3 separate regions of the Mus musculus genome follow, and regions 2 and 3 are each linked to region 1. Evidence: chromatin contacts called from public HiChIP or PLAC-seq data. All regions are on one chromosome and are shown on one strand. The core of a region is the stretch at or near the end of the contact, and the rest is flanking DNA. Distances in the headings are between cores, read along the strand shown.

Evidence for each region. HiChIP or PLAC-seq counts read pairs in DNA pulled down with a chosen protein or histone mark.
Region 2: a contact with region 1 is called in an H3K27ac HiChIP or PLAC-seq map of embryonic stem cells, with 6 read pairs. The contact joins two enhancer-like sites. A contact is called at or near these places in 5 of 484 Hi-C or Micro-C datasets (the AML12 cell line, embryonic stem cells, gonadal supporting cells and 2 more), 2 of 115 datasets of contacts at active chromatin or transcription factors (both in embryonic stem cells) and 2 of 9 other capture datasets (adipose tissue and liver).
Region 3: an H3K27ac HiChIP or PLAC-seq map of embryonic stem cells shows a contact between it and region 1, with 8 read pairs. The contact joins two enhancer-like sites. A contact is called at or near these places in 1 of 39 promoter capture datasets (liver), 5 of 115 datasets of contacts at active chromatin or transcription factors (embryonic stem cells and stem cell-derived neural progenitor cells) and 4 of 9 other capture datasets (adipose tissue, embryonic stem cells, liver and 1 more).

What each region holds. Positions count from the first base shown.
Region 1 is chr7:30,032,769-30,037,824 of GRCm38.p6, reverse strand. Zfp14 (zinc finger protein 14) reads left to right here. Exons shown (of 5, transcript NM_178733.5): 5 at 1-1,466. Among named protein-coding and RNA genes, the nearest start is that of Zfp14, 16 kb to the left of the region's middle. Within about 2 kb of position 2,969, at least 10 of the 459 cell types and tissues checked have an H3K27ac peak or open chromatin away from gene starts, as enhancers often do. A contact at or near this core is called in embryonic stem cells, where this site is marked.
Region 2 is chr7:30,214,442-30,219,497 of GRCm38.p6, reverse strand. No RefSeq gene overlaps it. Among named protein-coding and RNA genes, the nearest start is that of Polr2i, 15 kb to the left of the region's middle. Within about 2 kb of position 2,612, at least 59 of the 459 cell types and tissues checked have an H3K27ac peak or open chromatin away from gene starts, as enhancers often do. A contact at or near this core is called in embryonic stem cells, where this site is marked.
Region 3 is chr7:29,875,801-29,880,856 of GRCm38.p6, reverse strand. Zfp420 (zinc finger protein 420) reads right to left here. Exons shown (of 4, transcript NM_172740.2): 4 at 3,555-5,056. The coding sequence ends at 4,764. Among named protein-coding and RNA genes, the nearest start is that of Zfp420, 18 kb to the right of the region's middle. Within about 2 kb of position 3,101, at least 9 of the 459 cell types and tissues checked have an H3K27ac peak or open chromatin away from gene starts, as enhancers often do. A contact at or near this core is called in embryonic stem cells, where this site is marked.

The sequences.
Region 1 (5,056 bases), core at 1,720-4,219:
ACTGGACAGGACCCTAAGCATTAATGCCTTGTTTTGCTCACTGTCAAAATGGTGACAATAGCACCTACACATATTATTTATCATTATGTAACAAATTAAATAGAAAAACAGTAGATTAAATAATACACTTGTATTATCTAAAAATTTCTATAGATCAAGAGTCCAGGTATGCCTTAGTTGGGTCTTTGAGGTTTCAGCTAAGGCTGGCTCCCATCCGAAAGCTTAGCTAGAGAAGGATCCACATTGGAGGGAACAGGTTAGACACCTGAATTCATTTCCTTAAGAGCTGATCCACTGGGATTCTCAGTTTCTGGATGGCCATTGGCTGGAAGATGAGTGAAGCTCCTAGCCATATTGGCTGTCCAGTGTGGCTGCTGCTCTAATGATACTGCACAAGCCAAGAAAGGTGGCTGCTAGCAGGATGGAGGCCAGCTAGCCAGACTGACGTGATAATCTGTGCCGTCTAATCACAGAAGGAACATCCAGTCATTTTACCACATTCTACTGGTAAAATGGAGTTATCAGACCAGCTTACTCCAGAAGTCTCGTGAAATTGAATGTCACAAGGAGGCTGGTGAGTGAGGCCCAGGGTAGAGCCCACCTGCTGTACTGCACAACAGCACTGACTTAAGGATAAAGTAGTTAACACTTGACCAACTAGCAGTCATGGTAGCATGTATCATACAATAACGTCTGTAATTCTTACTGCCAGTATTGTCAATTCATGTGAAAGGAAGATGATCCCATGGAAGTAATAAATGTAGAAATGCCTCCTTTCACATCTCTGCATTTATAAACCTCAACATAATTTCTCCTGGGTAAGACCTAGGAAATTATAGGAAATGGGAGATTTTTGTCACTTGAGCAAAAACTTCATGTTGAAAGGAGACTGAGTTTCATGAATGTGTGTTATTAAAACTTAACTATTAAGGAATCCGAGGAAATGACTTCTTCACATTTCAAAAAAGCAGCTCATTTAGAATCCCTTCTCTGACCAAATTCATGTTTAATCACGCAGTTTCAAGGATAGCTAACATAAAGGACAACTAGCAGCTTAGGGATCTCATTGTTATGCACACACATATGTAAGTATTGGGGCCACGGAAGTGCCTGTGTGGTTAAAGTGCTTGCTGTGTAAGCATGAGGACCCAACTTTGGATCCCCAGAACTCAAGTTAACTGCCAGGTAGATGTAGTGGCTCACTTGTAATTCCAGCCTCTGGAGATAGAGACCAGATATCCAAAGCAAGATGGCTAGCCAAACTATATCTAGCTATATCGGCGAGCTCTGGGTTGGATTGAGAGCCCCTGCCCCAGTGCATACAGTGGAAGAGTGAATGGACATGGTTCCTCAGATAACCTAGGATCTCCACATGCACCTGGGCACAAGTCCACTGCACACATACAAACAGAAATCACACAAATAAATACCGTGCACACACAAATAAATAAAGAAGCTTTATAGTCAATATATGCCCAGATTGGTATATTTTCTCTTTAAAAAAAAAAATATGTAAGTACACAGTTGCTGTCTTTAGACACACCAGAAGAGGGCATTAGATCCCATTACAGATGGTTGTAAGCCACCATGTGGTTGCTGGGAATTGAACTCAGGACCTTTGGAAGAGTAGTCAGTGCTCTTAATCACTGAGCCATCTTTCAAGCCCAGTTTGCTGTATTTTCTCTTTCTTTCTCTCTCTCTCTCTCTCTCTCTCTCTCTCTCTCCCTCCCTCCCTCCCTCCCTCCCTCCCTCCCTCCCTCCGTCCCTCTCTCTCTCTCTCTCTTTCTTTCTTTCTTTCTTTCTTTCTTTCTTTCTTTCTTTCTTTCTTTCTTTCTTTCTTTCTTTCTTTTGGTTTTTCGAGACAGGGTTTCTCTGTATAGCTCTGGCTGTCCTGAAACTCACTCTGTAGACCAGGCTGGCCTCGAACTCAGAAATCCGCCTGCCTCTGCCTCCCGAGTGCTGGGATTAAAGATGTGCACCACCACGCCCTGCTCCCTTAAGCAATTTTAATCAGTAAATGCAGAAGAAAAAAAATAGAATTGAGGGATTCACTGTTTTCTAGATTCTAGTGCCATGATGTGCCCAGAAGGATCTTTGTTGAATCCTAGACTGGGCCACAGAGGAGGGCTATGTCTAAAGTGAAGGAGGGAAAATCAACAAAAGAAAGGCAGTTGACAAAACCAGGTGTAGTGGTGCCCAACTTTAATCCAGTACTCAGAAGGCAGAAACAGGCAAATGTATGAGAGTGTGAGGCCAGCCTGGTCTACAGAGTGACTTACAGGACAGCCAAACCTACACAAAGGAACCCTGTCGGAAAAAAAATTATTTATATATATGTATGTATGTATATATATATATATGGACCTGACAGAATTTAGAGCAGCAAAACATTGCGAGTGACTGAATGGGTTGTTTGATCATGGAGGGCGATTGTTCCATGTCTTTTGTATGTGCTTGAAATATCAATATTTTAAAAAACAAAACAAATTGGAAACTAGTTGGGAAGTAAGCTGTCTGCATATCTACGCTGGTTAAATGCCACCAAAGCAACGTGAAGGCAAGTGACAGCCTTTGATTATCAGGGGAGTTCTCTTTATGGACTTGCCACATAAAATAGGTGTTGACCATCAAGAACCATAAATAAATAAATCCAGTGCCAAACCAAGCACAAGCTTTAGGAAATAGCTCATAACAAAGTTTTTCAAATTATCTTCATGTTAAAATAAGCTTGGTTATATACATTTATATTAGGTGTGCAGTCGCATCTGTGCTGCCCGCACTCAGAAAGCCAATACAGGAGATACTGGAATTTAATCCCCTCTCAACAAACAGTAACAATGATGACAATAAAAACTAGACCACCTGAGGGAGATGGCTCAGCAAAGTGCATGCTGCTACAGCATGGTGTCTTGGGATCTCTGGCAACGATGGAGAAATGAGGCGAGGTCTTTTCATCTGCCGATAACCGCAGCACAGGGCAGTGGTGGCGTGTGTGGCACTGATGGATCCCTGTCTGGCCATCACTGAAGCTCCCGGTTCAGTGAGAAATCCTGTCACAAACAAGGTGAGCGGGGCATGGTGATGCACACCTGTGACCCCAGCACCCCAAGACAGAGGCAGGTGGATGGCTGAATTTGAAGACCCTGGTCTACATAGGAATCCCAGGCCAGTTGGGGCTCCATGATGAGAGAGTGAGACTGTCTCGAGGTGGAAAGCTGCTGAGGAAGCCATCTGATGTCAGCTTCCCATCCCCTCAGCTCTACACTCGCGCACGCGCACACGCGCAGCACGCGCGCAGGCGCACCAAACATGGGGGGGTGGGAAGCTCTGAAAAGCAGTATCTAGACAAGCTTCATGCTTCCAAGCCATGTCTTTTGTGATGGGAGTGGCACTGTTAGAAGGTGTGGCCTTGTTGGAGTAGGTGTGTCACTGTGGGTGTGGGCTTTAAGACCCTCATCCTAGCTGCCCGGAAGCCAGTATTCTGCTAGCAGCCTTCAGGTGAATTTGTAGAACTCTCAGCTCCTCCTGCACCATGCCTGCCTGGATGCTGCCATGTTCTCGCTTTGATGATAATGAACTGAACCTCTGAACCTGTAAGCCAGTCCCAATTTAAATGTTGTCTTTATAAGAGTTGCCTTGGTCATGGTGTCTATTCACAGCAGTAAAACTCTAAAACATCTCCCTACGGTCTAAGTGAAGAGCTGTAAAACTTTACCTCCTAGTGTATAAAATGAGGACATGATCACTCCCAGGTGTGGCTGAGGAGGTGTTTATTGTAGATAAGAGGGAGAGCACAGCCAGAGGCATCTGGAAGAGTCCAAAGCAGGGAGAGAAAGTACACTATACACGGACAGTAGACTGATCTGGGCCATGAGAGGAGAGAGACGGGAAGAGAGAGAAGATCAAGCAGACGGAGAGAGGACCAAAACGGTGCATGGCAGTCTGGGTTCTGTAAGTAAGCCGAGCAAGCTGTGAAGAGCAAGCCAGTAGACAGCACCCTCCATGGTCGCTGCATCAGCTCCTGCCTCCACTTCCTACTGTACTTGAGTTCCTGTCCTGACTTCCTTCAGTGATTCACAGCAACACAGAAGTGTAAGCCAAATAAACCTTTTCCTCTCCAAATGGCCTTTGATCATGGTGTTTCACCACAGCAATAATAATCACGAGTAAGGCAGATGGCTATATGCATAGCTCTGAGCATATTAAAGAATTTGAGTAGCCGGGTGTGGTGGCACATGCCTTTAATCCCAGCACTCGGGAGGCAGAGGCAGGCGGATTTCTGAGTTCGAGGCCAGCCTGGTCTACAAAGTGAGTTCCAGGACAGCCAGGGCTACACAGAGAAACCCTGTCTCAGAAAAACCAAAAAAAAAAAAAAAAAAAAAAAAGAATTTGATAATTTATAATTAACTTGATAATTATCTTTAACACTTTACAAGTTAGTAGCTTATATAAAGTTAGGATTTTACAATTTTATCTATGTTAAGTTTTAGCCTTAAAATTTTGAATTGAAAATCCGTTGGCATTAAAACCAAACTTTAAACGATAAATACAGTTGTAAAGACAAAGAGGCTGACCAGGAGTGGGGTATTGCTGTGATACGCCTGACCATGTTTTTATAAGAAGAAGAAAAAAAAAGACAAAGAGGCTGGAAATATATCTTCAAGTCAATTTCTGCCCTGAATAGACGTTAGGAATTTATAAAGTTTACTTATAAGCACATGTTGTTCCTTATTTAAAAATTTATAGAAGTCTGCTGTTGAACACAGCAGAGATATTTGTGGTTAGACATACACCTCTGAGCCAGCTGTTATTAATCTGAGTAGGCCTTTATAACTGTAGGAATTTCTAAATCTTTTTTTGTTTGTTTGGTTTTGGTTTTTTCAAGACAGGGTTTCTCTGTGTAGCCTTGGCTATCCTGGAACTCACTTTGTAGACCAGGCTGGTCTTGAACTCAGAAATCTGCCTGCTCTGCCTCCCAAGTGCTGGGATTAAAGGTGTGCGCCACCACCGCCCGGCCCAGGAATTTATAAATCTTATTTATTAACTTTTTTTTTTA
Region 2 (5,056 bases), core at 1,363-3,862, 180 kb before region 1:
CGTCTCAATCAAATCCAGAGCTCACTGATCTGCCTAGTGTTGCTGGGAAGCTTGCCCTGGAGACCTCTCTCCTTCCTGATGTTCAGTGGGCATGCAAATTCCACTCGGCAAGCACTTTAACCCTCAGCCCTACCTGAGACACGCACAGAGGGAAGGAGGCTGGGCGCAGCTCAGTGAGGCAGAGCTGCTGAGCGGTCATGAGGTCCTAGACCTGACACATCACAAGTAGGGCAGAAGTGGAAAGGCTCACGGTCGCAGGGATTTCCACCTGTGATTATGTGACCTTCTTACTCTTACTATCTCAGCCTGTGGTGATACAATACCGCACCAAAGGGCCTGTGGCAACGCTGCACCTCTCACAGTAGCCCGGGAAGCCGAGAAACAGGCTAGGATCCTATCATCCCCTGCAAGCATGCACCATCACACCCTCTTGTCCTTCATCTAGTTTCCAGTTAGAGGTTCCACTGTGTCTTAGTCAGGGTTTCGATTCCTGCACCAAGAAGCAAGTTGGGGAGGAAAGGGTTTATTCAGTTTACACTTCCATGTTGCTGTTGATCACCAAAGGAAGTCAGGACTGGAACTCAAGCAGGTCAGGAAGCAGGAGCTGATGCAGAAGCCACGGAGGGATGTTCTTTACTGGCTTGCTTCCCCTGGCTTGCTCAGCCTGCTCTCTTATAGAACCAAGACTACCAGCCCAGGGATGGCACCACCCACAAGGGGCCTTTCCCCCTTGATCACTAATTGAGAAAATGCCTTACAGTTGGATCTCATGGAGGCATTTCCTCAACTGAAGCTCCTTTCTCTGTGATAACTCCAGCCTGTGTCAAGTTAACACACAAAACCAGCCAGTACACACCGTCTGTCATAACAACACAGACAAACTGTGAGCCTTTGGGGGGACACTTAGGGTCCAGACTGTAACACATGCCAACCTCCATTCAGCAAGAGAACTCATCTGGGAGCACCGAGGGCCTGACCGACCTCAGAGTGCACGTGCATACGATGAAGAAGAGGACCACGTTTTGCCCATTGGTGCACTGACCACTCAAAATCACAGTATGGGCTCCAGGTAAGTCACAGCCACTGCACACAAGATCTACCAAACATCAGCACAAACTTTCCAGGACTTTCAAAAGCCTCCCATTAGAGCTGTGGAGATGGTTCAGTGGTTAAGAGATTAAGCGCACTGACTATACTTCTGAAGGACATAGGTTCGATTCCCAGTGCACACACACACATTTGTAACTCCAGTTCCTAGGGCTCTAGCACCCTCTTCTAGTATCGGTGGGTGTTACCTGCATGAGCTTGCTACACAGACATAAATGAAGCAAAACTATTAACATACATTAATCTCAAAAAAAAAGAAAAAAATCTAAAGATGAATAAAAATAAACAAAGGCTCCCAGTTATCAAGTGGTAAACTGACAATGGAAAAGATACTTCGTGCGTGAGAACGGCACTGCTGGGGGTGCAATGCAGGCCCTCACGTACATGAAGCTCACCGTCACCCACTGAGCCACCGCCCTATCCTCTCATGATGGATTCTGGTCATGCAGTCACCACAGCGCCACACTCCCAGCATCAGACTGGCGATCCTCTTATTTATGTGTTTACTTAGCTTTATTTGTTTGTTGTTTGTTTTGACAACGCTGAGTATTGAACCCAGGACCTTGAGCATTCAAGGCAAACATCCTACCACTGAGACAAAACTTTAGACCTTCTTGGGTTTTTTGTTGAAAATTTTAAAAAGTGTTTTCATTATTTTTATTGGTGTGTTTGTGTGTGTTTCTGTATGCAAGTGTATGCACATGAGTGCAGGCCCTCTTGAAGGCTACAAATATCCAATCCCCTGTCCCTAGGCTATAGGCAGTGGTTAGCTGCCCATTGTGCACACTGGCAACCAAACCCATCAGTGCTCTTGGCTGCTGAGACATCTCTCCAGCTCCTACTTTTGTTTGTTTGGTTTTTTCGTTGTTGTTGTTTTTAAGACAGGGTTACTCCATGTAGTCCAGGCTGTCCTGGAACTCACTCTGTGGGCCAGGCTGGCCTCACACTCTGAGCTCCACCTGTCTCTGCCTCCTTTGTGTATGTGCCACTACCGTCTGGCTCTACTCCTACTTTTTATTATTCTATGAGTTCTATATGAATTAGCTTATTATTTTAAGAATGCCAAGGCAGATCTTAAACTCCTAATTTTCTTGCCTTACCCTCTGACCAAGCTTTGCAAATACTGACCTATGTTACTGATTCCAGCTTTTTTGGGATCTGGGGGTATAGAATAGACCACTCTGTTTCATGCAACCCTCAGAGCGGCGCCTTCTTTTCTCCCATCACTCTTTCATTCCCTAACGCTCTCATAGGTTTGTCTACTCTTTCCAGAAAAGATTCCCACAGCTCTCCAGGTCACCACCTGGCTGTCCTCCCTTTTCCCTCATCTCAATGACCCTCGCCTGGACCGTAACCGCACAGCGTCCACCAGGGGGCAGCAGCGTGTCGTTCAGCCGTTGAGCCCACGCCCCCCCCCCCTCCCTCGCAGTACAACGCTGCCGGCAAATTAAAAGGACTTCATTTCCCAGAAAGCATCGCGACATCTCAGCTTCTTCCTTCTTATCTGTCCCCCCAAGTGGAGGTAGTCGTCATCCCAGGTCCTTCCCACCCCCTACTCCTTCCATACCGGGAATTGTGCAGAGGGATATTTTGTCAGGCCACTGGGAGGATGGTAGTTCTGGGCAAAAATCCTGCCACTGTGTATCCCAGGTTAACCAGTGTGGAATATTGTGACTATAGGCCTGTACCATCAAGCCATGCCTGATTCGGTTTCATTAATTGTCATCATATGAGCGTCTTGCTTCGTTTATTACACATCTCCTGTTGTCTTGGTTAATGAAGTCGTTTACTTGGTTTTTTTGGAGACAGGGTCTTGCTATGTAGCTGTCTGTGTCTGACCTGCCACTAACTATACAGCCAGTGCTGATCCAACTTCAGCCTCCCAAAAACTGGGATTACAGGCATGCGAAACCACGCCTGCCTCTCTTGGGCAGGGTTAACTTCTCATCCAGAAATGTTTTGGTGTGGTTCTTTAAAAGAGAGGGGTTTCTATTAAATCTTTCAAGAAGTTGCATAATTTTAAAGTATTATTTAGTATTCGGTCAGTATCCGTTGATTTATACAAATCAAAATCTAAGGCCCCTCTCTCCATCCAGATAGCTTTCAAGTATTCTGCAATAGTCTGCTTCCTGGCACATTCTGAGATTTCCCACAGTCTTACTTAGCCAGTTGTATCTCTTGATGCCTTTCAATATGTTCTTTTTAAAAACGTTTCTTTCTTATTCATTTCTTTTGTGTGTGCTCCTGAGTGAGTCTATAGAGGTCAAAGGATCGAAGGACAACTGGCAGGAGTCAGTTCTCTCCTTCCACTCTGAGTGCCAGGAATTATAATGAGCTCACGTGGTCAAGTTGGCAGTAAGTGACCTTGCCACTGAGCCATCACACCAGCCCTGAGATGTCCTTCAATTTCCAATTAATCTTATGTAAATAGATAGATTGAAAGGCTGTAGCAGTATTCAATTGGGGGGGTGTGAATAATGGTATTTTGGAGTAAGTACTATTTTATGAGTAGTATTGAATTCTTTTTTTTTTTTTTTTTAAAGACAGGGTTCCTCTGTGTAGCCCTGGCTGTCCTGGAACTCACTCTGTAGACCAGGCTGGCCTCAAACTCAGAAATCTGCCGGCCTCTGCCTCCCAAGTGCTGGGATTAAAGGCGTGCGCCACCACTGCCTGGCCTGTAGTGTTGAATTCTTTTTTTTTTTTTAAAGATTTATTTATTTATTATATGTAAGTACACTGTAGCTGTCTTCAGACGCTCCAGAAGAGGGCGCCAGATCTCGTTACGGATGGTTGTGAGCCACCATGTGGTTGCTGGGATTTGAACTCCAGACCTTCGGAAGAGCAGTCGAGTGCTCTTACCCACTGAGCCATCTCACCAGCCCGTAGTGTTGAATTCTTACAGAATCAAATTCTACAACTTGCCTCCTTGTCGCTTCTTGGGAGACAAGTTCTCCTTCCATAGTTCAGGCAAGTGCTGAAGTTACAGACTTTTGTAACTTCAGGTTTTGTAACTTTGTTTCTTTAAGGTACAGAGGTACCACCCCTGACTTTGGTTGTCTTTATGATGTTAGGATCCCATACTGGTTGGGCCTGGAGAGATAGCAGAATGGTAAAGAGCTCTGGCTACTCTTCCAGAGGATCTGAGATTCAGTACCCAGTACCCGCATGGCAGCTCACATTATTTCTAGTAACAGAGGATCTAATGTCCTCATCTGGCCTTCAAGGAGCCCTGCTCAAACATAATACAAAGACATACATGCAGGCAAAACAACCATACACATAAAATTTAAAACAGTTTATTACTTTAATCCCAGCACTTGGAAGGCAGAGGCAGGCAGATTTCTGAGTTTGAGACCAGTCTGGTCTACAGAGTGAGTTCCAGGACAGCCAGTGCTACACAGAGAAACCCTGTCTCAAAACAAAACAACAACAAAAAACCCAGTTTATAAAAAGATCTGAATTTGGTGGCCTATGCCTGCAATCTCAGTTCTTGGGAGGCTGAGGCAGGACAATTGTAGTAAGTCTGCCAGTCCATCTGAGGTACATATGGAGAATTGTCTTTTTTTTTTTTTTTTCTTCTCCTTCTGGCCTTGCTCGCTCTGGCCCAATGATTTATTTACTTACTATATGTAAGTACACTCTAGTTGTCTTCAGACTCACTAGAAGATGGCATCAGATCTCATTATGGATGGTTGTGAGCCACCATGTGGTTGCAAGGATTTGAACTCAGGACCTCTGGAAGAGCAGTCAGTGCTCTTAACTGCTGAGCCATCTCTCCAGCCCCTGAAACTTGACTTTAAAAGGAGAGTGAATTATGCATGAGGTCCCTGGGTTTGAACTTCATCAGAAAAGGAGACAAGGGGACAGACAGACGGAGAGAAAATACAAACCTGGCTGGTGAGAACGCTCAGTGGTTAACAGGGCTTGCTGCCAAGCATAAGGACCTGAG
Region 3 (5,056 bases), core at 1,852-4,351, 160 kb after region 1:
CCCTCTTTTGATGTGTCTGAAAACAGCTACAGTATACTCATTACATGAAATAAATCTTTTTTTTTTCCTTTAAATAAACTTTCTTTCCCACTACCTCTGGTGGATTGTGGGCTAGAAGGGAAGTTAAAGCATTTAAGAACTGTTACTAAAATTAGGACTGAGAAAAATTTAAGCCTACACTCTTTCCTTTCCTAAAGGCATCAAATCTAACCACAGCTCATTGATCAAGATAACAGTAACTTGGGGTCAGTGTCATGCACAAACAGCAGCCCAGGTACTGGAGACATGGTTCAGATGTGAAGGGAGCCATTCCAGACTTCCTGGTCAGCAGGATGGAAGTCTGTTCCAGGTAGTAAACAAGCCCATGTTTGGTGGATGACCCGCCCTTAATCCCTGATTGGCTGAGCAAGCCTGCCTGGTGAGGTGATGTGACCTGTGGTGATTGGTGGGGGCGTGGTTGTGGCTGGAGAGAAAAACACTTGTAACAAGAGAGGCTGGGGGATTTAAAGTAATTAGCTGCCTGAGTAAAAACTGCATTAAGAAGAACCGGTGGTTGCGGTCGATTGGAACGCGACACAGATGTCATGAGCTCTTGCTGAGTAGTCATGAGAACCAGTATCCTGTACCAGCCAGTGACTCCAGCAGGGGTGTGTGGGGTGGCACAGGAGGATCCCTGGGGATTTCTGGCTTCCAGTCTGGTTAAGTAAAAGAAAGCCCCGGGTTCAGGTAGAGAGACAACTTCAAAAGAATAGCCAGAGAGTAATAGAGAGCACCCACTGTTCTTTACAGGAAACTTTAGGGACATGGACATGTATCCCCATGCACACATAAACCTTACAAGTAATGGCCCTTTAGCCAACCCCCAGTTTCACATACATACAGGACCTGCCTGGCAGTGCGGGTGATTTCCTGCCTTATCTCCAGCCTTTACTATGTACAATGCCATAGCCTGAATACTCTGCAGTCGCTCTCCTGTAACTTTGTTTTTTAAAGTCTATTTTTTCTATTTATTTATTATATGTAAGTACACAGTAGCTGTTCTCACACACTCCAGAAGAAGGCATCAGATCTAATTATGGATGGTTGTGAGCCACCACGTAGTTGCTGGGATTTGAACTCAGGACCTTCAGAAGAGCAGTCAGTGCTCTTAACCGCTGAGACATCTCTCCAGCCCCTAAAGTCTATTTTTAATGGTGGTTTTTAAATGTTTTAACCTCTCTTTTAGTCTATCATGCACTATAGGTAGTGGAAAAGAAAGGATATGGGGGAAGTGGACCTGTTTAGAAAGATTATTTGGAGCAAATCTCATTTACGTTGTCAGGAAATCAGCAGTTTGGTTCACAGGTCAGCAGCAGCAGCTTGATCTACTAGCAGACACTTTACAGGTACACCAGTAGTCTAGTTTGGTAGAGTCAGGATAGCAAACACAAATAAGCAACAGTAGCTTGACCTAGCAGAGGCAGCCAGGCCTCAGCCGGATCAGCACAAGTCAGCAGGAGGGACCAGGGTCAACAGGAACATGGCTGTGCCTCTCTCAGCAAAGTGAAGATCAGTGAAGACCCACAAGCGTTGTACAGTTAGCTCTACCAGCAAGCCCAGCCAAGCCAAGCCCAGCCTCATTTACAGTCTGTTGAGTACTATTTATATTTCCTCCAAATGTCACACGTTCCATGGATCTTGTCTCGTCATGTCGTCTCAGCTCATGGATCTGTCTCAGCTGACATCATTTTGCCAACTGACCTGAGTCCTCAGATGCGGGAAGAAGCCACAGCACACCACCAGAAGTTTTATGTCATGCCTTTTGCTCAAAACCCTCTGATGGGACCATTTCACTCAGAATAAAGTAAAAACTGCTTACAGAGTTTTGTAAGACACAGCCCTTGGCTACCTTTCTGACCCGCTGTCCTATTACACCCTTGCATAGAGTTCCTAGACCCTCCGATGTTCCACAACACTCCCATGTCCTGGAAATGTGGGCCATACTTGTCTGATGAAAGGGAAAACAGAAGTGTAAAAATATAATCCACATAGGAAAACCTTCCTGGGATGCTCTTTTCATAAACTTAATTTTAGTCTTTCTGGTCTTGGCCCTACTTCTTCTTCATGGGCTCCATCTCTTTTTTAATGACCCTTTCACTCTATTACCAGGGTTTCTCTATATAGTCAAGAATTGTCCATAATTTACTATTTAGTCCAGCATAACCCAGAACCTTAAATCCTCCTGCTTCAGCTCTCTACCTTCACCAGCAAGTGTTGGGATTGCAGGTGCACCACCATGCTTGCATTTAACATATTCGATATCTTGCCACCTCCTGCTAAGACCCCTTCTTGGTATACCAAGAATAATGACTGGATTCTAACAAGCACTCAAATAAATGAGACAACCTTTAGAATAAACTTGGGTGGGGGTGGCATATAAACACTGAAGGTTTTTGCTGGCTACTTACTTACCTTTGCAGGCGTGGGCTGTGGTCTCTTTCTTTGTTCAATTTCTTCCTTTAAGTCAGTTCATTCGTTTCAGTTAAGAAGACCAAACATGCCAGGTGTGGAGGGAGCACATCCCAGCACTTGGGAGGCAGAGGCAGGCAGATCTCTATGAGTTCAAAGCTAATCTTGTCTACAAAGGAGATACAGGACAGCTACCACTATACAAAGAAACTGTCTCTAAACAAATTTAAAAAAAAAAAAAGAAAAAAAAAAGAAGACCAATACAATCTCATTATGTGGCCCTCACTGGCCTCAAACTTACACAGATCCACCTGTGTCTCCCTCCTGTGTGCTGGCGTTAAAGGCATCCGTTATCTGTGGATGCACCCCTGGCCTGGTTACATCTACTCTGAATTAATGTCTTTTTTGTTGTTGTTTTGTTTTTTCGAGACAGGGTTGTCGCGTCCCACTCGAACACAACCACCGGTTCTTCTTAAAGCAGTTTACTCAGGCAGCTACTTACTTCAAATCCCCCAGCCTCTCTAGTTACAAATGTTTTTCTCCACTCCAGCCACAACCACGCCCCCACCAATCACCACAGGTCACATCACCTCACCAGGCAGTCTTGCTCAGCCAATCAGGGATTAAGGGCGGGCCATCCACCAAACATGGGCTTGTTTACTACCTGGAGCCGACTTCCATCCTGCTGATCAGGAAGTCCAGAATGGCTCCCTACACAGGGTTTCTCTGCATAGTCCTGGCTGTCCTGGAACTCACTGTGTAGACCAGACTGGCCTCGAACTCAGAAATCCGCCTGCCTCTGCCTTCCAAGTGCTGGGATTAAAGGAGTGCGCCACCACTGCCCGGCCCAGACATTTCTTGAAGCAATGAGAACTATTGAACGTGTATGTTCTGCATCATTCCTACCATTTTCTCTAACATTGCAGCCTAGATTGGCACTAGGTCTGCTGTAGGAGACACAGGGATGCAGGCTGATCAAATGTTCTGCCTGAAAAATAAGATTATTCAGTTTCGTAGTTCATGCTCAGTAAACCCCCAGCCCCCAGAGCCTTACATTCAAGCCTTGAGATTCTGTTATCTACAGCATCCATTTCCAGATAAAACACTCTTTCTTGTCCTTAAGGGAAGTTTTATTATTCAGTGATCTCGGAGAGCATCAACCAGTCTGAGGGCTACTTTACTTTTAAGTAAAGCACAGAGGCAAAGCAGAGTTACCATGACTGTTTACAAATCAACAGGCTTGCAGACTCAGCCATCAGTAACACCCAGAGACCACTCCCAACCCCTCACGAGGCCGTCTGTGCTCTGCCTCACTGTCTACAGTGTTAAGAAGGGAAAGAAGCAGAGAGGATGGATTTTTTAAAGTGTTCTAGTCATACAGACACCATTTTCGTCTTGTTGATCTGCAATGGAGACTAAATTTTTGTGTATGGGAGGTTTTTGTCTTGCCTAGGTTTTATGATGAAAAAGAGATGAAAACTGGGTCGAACACCGATCTCTGATACAAGATCATGTGTTGTTTTTTATTCTAAGTTGTCTATTTTGTACTTTCAGATTAGTTCACAAAACTACACATTCAAGTCTTTTTCATTTCCTAGGTTTATCTTGAGTGCTTAGTTATCATGTATAAGTAATATTCTTGAGTTGAAGTTAGAGATAGTGAAACATGTAAGTTTTGGGACTCTGTGACAAATCAGTTCTGTAACCATAGTATTCAATAACCCACTGATACCAAGGCTTCTTTTTAGTATAAATTCCCTTCTATAATAAATAAGATCTGAATGAAAGCTTTCTCACACTGATGATAGTATATAAAGCCTCCCAAATAATAACGAAAGATTTCTTAATGATAATGCTTATCCGTTCCCTCCTTTCATGCAAATAATGAAAATAGCAGCTAATATTTATGATATGAAAGGAGCTGATCCAAGTGCTTTTACATGTTAAAACATGATCTTTAGAAGAATCTTAGATCTATATTACAAATGATTACATGAAAGCCAGGTTAGTCATAACAAATGTAACAAAGGAAACCAACTGATAGGACCTGTGTAATGTGATAGAGAAATTTTCTCTGCTAAAGACCTTCTATATCACAGCAACGGATTCACTTCCCTACTTTAATTTGCTAAAATGTAATACAATGTAAACAAGTAAACACATGGTTTTCCTATGTGGATTACATCAGCATTTCTATTCTCCTACATAAATTCTCAAATGCTGAATTCACAGTCCCATATTCACATTTGTAAGAACTCTTCACTGATAATGTATGACCAGGGAAAGCTACATTAATTAGCAGAGTATAAATTAACTCATATAAAAATTTGCGAATGATGATTAAAGTCTATTCGGCATTCCTTACAGTCCAAAGATTTGCCACGGATATGAATTCTCTGATGTCGCATTAGTTGAGACTCACGTGTAAAGGCCTTTTCACATTCTTTACACTGATACGGTTTCTCGCCAGTATGAACTCGTTGGTGCCGAGAAAGATGTGAACTCTGAGTGAAGGCCTTTCTACACTCCTTACATTCATAGGGCTTCTCACCTGTGTGGACCCTCTGATGCAGAGTAAGTTGAGAGCCATGACCAAAGGCCTTCCCAC